Regions from separate parts of the Ovis aries genome. Here region 1 is linked to region 2. A link is a contact called in public Hi-C data. All regions are on one chromosome and are shown on one strand. The core of a region is the stretch at or near the end of the contact, and the rest is flanking DNA. Distances in the headings are between cores, read along the strand shown. Region 1 overlaps ENTPD7 (ectonucleoside triphosphate diphosphohydrolase 7). Region 2 holds the start of SLC25A28 (solute carrier family 25 member 28).

Region 1 (2,700 bases), core at 22-2,521, 36 kb before region 2:
AAAGAACACCCAAATATCCAAAGGCTTGCTGGTCTGGTGATGATGTTGAAGAATGGGCAGCAACACACTCTGCTGTTTGAAATGTACATTACTGGTAGAATCTTTCTAAAGGGTGATCTGGGACTAGTATCAAAATTGTTAATGTGTTTAAACCTGTGACCTAATAACTGTATTGTAAGACAGCTATTGCATGAAAGTCATCAGACAAGAATACAAAGGAGAAAAATACTGCAGCATTACTTGTAACAGTGAAAAACTGGAAATAATCTAACTGTATGTACATCAGTAGTGACTGGCTAAGTAATTTATGGTATATTCATACAATGTTATAGCATACAGATGTTAAAAAGAAATGAGGTCAATTTCTATCTACCTGTATTGACATGAAAAGAGTTCCAGTTCCAACAGGTTAGAAAACAGTATATATAATATTATCCCAATTTATGTTAATAAACAAAACGCTCTTCATGTATTTCACAGGATAGGACGGAACACTGGTTTTCTAAAATTCAATACTGCTTCTTTATTTAAAAAAAAATGTCTATGGCAAAATGTTGACAACTGCTCAAGCTGGGTGGTAAGTAAATGGGGAGTCACACACTGTTCCCTCTACTTCTATATATATTTGAAATTTCCCATAATTAAGTTTTTTTCCTTATCACTTTACAATTTTCTTATAATATCGCTTTGTAGTTCTTTAAAGCTATTTCTATTACAAAATAAAAAGGCAGTAGAATAAATTCTATTAGTTTAGGCCTTTGGCAAAGAAATAAAACATCCTGCTAATAAATCCAAAATACCGTACAGGTGATCCACCCCCATTTTGAATATTTCTCACAAATACGAATAAGTAACAAAGTATTAATTATATAAAACAGGTTCTTCCAGGGATTGTTACACTTATGTCAACAACTATAGCTACCTTAGAGGTTTCATAAGCCCAGGATAGATCTAGGTATTATTAAAAGAGGTGATCAAAACAGAAGTTAAAGGCAAGTTCTTTACAAATTCTTAAGATAAAATAAATATTAATATTCAGAGTTCCATGATGACAAAGAACATCTTAGACAAATGGGGTGGAGCTAATGGGGTGGTTTTGTTTAAATAGAAACTTCTCTGACTGAGGAAAGGATGGGCAGTGCCAGCAGATGGGGCAATCCTCTCCTTTGCTCCACTTTGCTCACAAAATGTGGCCAAATCTTTGCCCTGTTGGTTGGCTCTGCCTTTCTGACCTCTGAGTCAGCTTTTCCTCTGGCCCGCCAACCTCCTTCCTGGTTTGTGAGACCTCAGTCCGTTCACGGAACCCATGATATGGCACCACGTGTGTCATCCACACTCTCCCAAGGGTTTGCAAAATTCTGAATGGCGGTGGTGGCGGTGGTGTTTAGTTGCTCAGTTGTATCCAATTCTTTTGCAAGCCCATGGACTGCCAGGCTCCTCTGTCTATGGGAATTCCCAGGCAAGAATACTGCAGTGGGTTGCCATATCCTCCTCCAGGGGATTTCCCCAACCCAGGAATCAAACCCACATCTCCTGCATTGGTAGGTGAGTTCTTTACCCCTGAGCCACCTGGAAAATCACCTGGGAAGAATGATGTATTACTTTTGTCAAAAACAAAAATTCTAAACTGCATGTGTAGTATGAGAACGATTTTGTAGAAGTTACATATAGATGTACAGATAGAAAGGAATAGAACAAAATGAAACAGTTTTGATAAGACAGTAGAATAATGACTTTTTTGTTTTACTTTTAAAATTTAATGATGTGAAGTTCTACATCATAAATTTCAGTTTTAAAAATAAGTAAAAACAACAAAAAAATTAAAACCAAAATGTTTGTGAAAATAAGGAGCTAGAAGGCCTTTAACGATGACAAATGGCTTCTCAACAGTAAACCAGAGAGGAAACCAGTACGTCTGCACCTGAGCAGCAGGAGAGCAATGCACTGAAAGACGCACTGGCACAGACTGTACTGTGTGGCCTGTCTGGCACAGGCTGAATGGGGCCCTATACACATGACAGAGGTTTTCACTGCTGTTGGCCAAACATACAAAATGAAGTTCTGTGCAAAGGGAACTCCTAATTATCAAGGAAAAATATTTAAGCTAATAAAAAATACTGATGACTATGAGACTGTGGACATTCCAGAAGGATGGATGCTCAAGTTAAGGGGGCTCATTCCTACCTACCCCAAGACCACAGTAAGTGTAGAGGGGTCAGGGAGGTGTCAAAGGGGAGAAATCACAAACAAGGAGGGATCAGACCTAAGTATAGCCGCTGCCTCTTCCTTTTCCTCCTCCTCTAGGATTAGGTGACAAAAATGCCAAGCTAAATTGCCAAGGTCATGTGGAAAAAACTTACCTGACAAGTGATGAAAAACCTGGTCTCAAGCCATGGAGACCGAGCTTGCAGGCAGCACCAGCTGTCACCAGGAAGCCAGGCAAAGTTACAGAGAAAACTCAAATCTTACCAGAGCCCTCCTACTAGCCCCCAGATACCCAGTCCCTCAGGTGACCTTCCTACCACCCTTGTGAAATTATGCTTCCCCTCTGGGCTTCCCTGGTGCCTCAGACAGTGAAGAATCTGCCTAGTGAAGAATTAGCCTGCAGTGCAGGAGACCCATGTTCGAACCCCAGGTCATGAAAATCCCCTGGAAAAGGAAATGGCAACTCACTCCAGTATTCTTGCCTAGGAAATCCCA
Region 2 (2,700 bases), core at 64-2,563:
CTGGAAACGCTGGAGAAACTTGTGCAAACACGATCCAGTGAAGGGTTACTGAAGCCGGGCAGACGGAGTTCGGAAAGCCTGTGTTCATCAACCCAGCCTGAAGCCATAGCAAAGCACCACCTGTGTATCCTCACGGCCCAGGTGATGCTCAAGGCTGGGGGCTGCTGACATTGTTCTTTAACCATAAGCGTCCCTCTGAGACTCCAGCCCACCTGTCTGCGAGGGAGAGCCGTCTTAAAACAAAGGAATCGTCACCGGGAAGGGGCTCATCAGTGAGTCAGTTTAGGGACAAGCTTCCCCTATTTGACGCACTTTCCTGCTGTGTTTGGGCAGCAGCTGCCTCCTGCCCAGCCTCCCCAGCTGTCATTGTCTCTGAATCTTCCCGCCCCGACGTCGACAGCTCTCTTCCCGGCCTCAGTTCTCGGCTAGACTCAGGGTATAACGTCAGCAGGTCTCCCAACTCATTCACTCAAGAACTGGGGGGTTTACTGGGTGACTCTGGGGCCTGAGGAGCACCGAGCCCTCAGGAGTGTGCCCGCACATGGCCCACAGGGAACAACACTCCCGACCTGACAAGAGTTTAACCGGCCGCTGCCTGCATGTCGCAACAGCTTTCGTGACAGACCGGTGGGCCACGCCAGGGGATGCCAAGCCCAGGCCGGCTCCGCCCCACGTCAGCCCGACATCCCGCGGGAATAGAGCTCTCGCGCCAGGGCCACCAGTCCGCACGCAACCTGCGAGTCTAGGGATTCGGGGCAGGCGCTTGAGCGCGGATCTTAACGGCACCAGTCAGCGGTTTGACCTTGAAGGCCGAGTACCGCCCTCCCCCCCTCCCCCTCCCTACCCCCCCAAAGCGATGTAGCCTTCAGCGCACACAGCTCCACCGGCGCCAGTCTGGGGCCCAAATTCCGCCTCGATAGCCCCTGGGCGCTTCACCCTCTTCCTGTAGCCAATCAGATCCCGACGTGATGCTAGCCAATGGCCGGGGTCAAAGCATCAAGGGTGGTTGAGCCTATCAAAGTTCAGCCTTAAGTTTCTCCCGCCCTCCAGAAAAGTCGGAGGGCGGGTTGATCTTACATGCTGGCCAATCAAATGGCCAATAAACAAGAAGCTTCCAAGATCAAAGGGGAAGGGGTGGGATCTAAGCGGTAGCAACGCCGCGGGGCGAAGAAATGACAGGCAAGTTCACTAATACCACAGACATATTTTTTTACGTAAACTAAGAGGCGGAGCTAACTTGGCGGCTGCACCAATGGCTGACTGAGGGGCGTGTCCTCGGGGCCAAGCGGGAGCCGGAGGCCCCCGGCTCTCTGGGCCGCGCCTGAGGCAGACGCGACGGGGTTGGGGGGCGGCGGCGGCAGTGGCGGCGGTGGCGAGGGTGGGCGCCGCAGCTGGCCCGGGTGGATGGAGTTGGAGGGGCGGGGTGCTGGCGGTGTGGCGGGGGGGCCGGCGGCTGGGCCGGGGCGGAGCCCCGGGGAGTCGGCGCTGCTGGACGGGTGGCTGCAGCGGGGCGTGGGCCGGGGGGCCAGCGGCGGGGAGGCCGGGGCCTGCAGGCCCCCTGTACGACAGGATCCGGACTCCGGCCCGGACTACGAGGCGCTGCCGGCTGGAACCACTGTCACCACGCACATGGTGGCGGGCGCCGTGGCAGGGATCCTGGAGCACTGCGTGATGTACCCCGTCGACTGCGTCAAGGTGAGACCTGGACCTGCTCCGAACCCGACCTGGGGCTGACCCGACCCCCTGGGTCATGCCTGGAGCCAGGATCCCAGCCGAGAGCCGGAGCCGACAGGGTTTCCTTTCTGGCTCCTACCACCACCCCACTATTCGACCGATACTCCGTGCAAGCAAGGTCCCAGCCGGGAATTGATCCCAGTCAGGAATCGGGACCCATTTCTAACCGTCAGTGAGATCTGAATCCGGACTCTGGGAAGGAAATCTGTCAGCCAAAACCCTGGATCCCATCTGGGACTAAACAGGAATAGGGTGGGATGGGAAAGGAACAGGTAAGTGCTACTAACTTCATTAAGGTAACGCTTATTGAAGACCCAGAACAGGATCTTAAAAGTTAGAGATGTTCCGATTGCTTTTACAAACTAATCTTGTGTGTTTACAAGTGACAGGGCAGGAACCAGAGTCTGGGATATCTCAGCTAGATGAAAGATTTACTTATTAAATCTTAATCAATGAGTGAGTGGAAATCTTTGTACAGTCAGAATTCAGAGTTCCTGACTGGAAATAGTATGAGAAAGACCAGGAAAAAGTTTCGGTTTCTCAGTGCAGCAGGCCTGATACCCCACCTATTTCCTGAACATGAAAATTTAGCTGGGATTGGGGTTGTGTGTGTGCAGGGAGCACATCACCCCTCCTAGGAGGGATGGACCTCATAGTGTATATCTTTAGCCACTTGAAGTTGACAAAAAGGGAAAAGTTGCCTATAAGGGAGGCATGACAGTATTGGAAAATAGATGTTAGTGTGAAGAAAGTAGATGTTAGTGTAAAGAAAATGAAACGGGACCAACCTGAGGGCATGATTCCTGGGAAAGTGAAAGTAATTTCATCCACACCAAGCAGGCTCTTGAGTGGGTACAAGACTAGGTAGTGACTAGGTGTTTCTGAAGAAAGCTGGGTAACGAGGGGGAATGCATTGTTCTTTACAGTTCTTATTCTTGTGCATTGGCAAAGGAGCCACCACTAAAT

The links. Hi-C and Micro-C count contacts between places; a contact is called where the count stands out from the background.
Region 1: a contact with region 2 is called in a Hi-C map of liver, with 2.2 times the contacts expected there. The contact joins the enhancer-like site here to the promoter of SLC25A28 in region 2. A contact is called at or near these places in 6 of 16 Hi-C or Micro-C datasets (blood, liver, mixed tissues and 1 more).

What each region holds. Positions count from the first base shown.
Region 1 is chr22:20,440,257-20,442,956 of ARS-UI_Ramb_v3.0, reverse strand. The region is part of intron 4 of ENTPD7 (ectonucleoside triphosphate diphosphohydrolase 7); the gene reads right to left. Among named protein-coding and RNA genes, the nearest start is that of ENTPD7, 19 kb to the right of the region's middle. Within about 2 kb of position 1,271, at least 11 of the 54 cell types and tissues checked have an H3K27ac peak or open chromatin away from gene starts, as enhancers often do. A contact at or near this core is called in liver and tail adipose tissue, where this site is marked.
Region 2 is chr22:20,403,961-20,406,660 of ARS-UI_Ramb_v3.0, reverse strand. SLC25A28 (solute carrier family 25 member 28) reads left to right here and starts at 1,313. Exons shown (of 4, transcript XM_012103183.4): 1 at 1,313-1,695. The coding sequence starts at 1,405.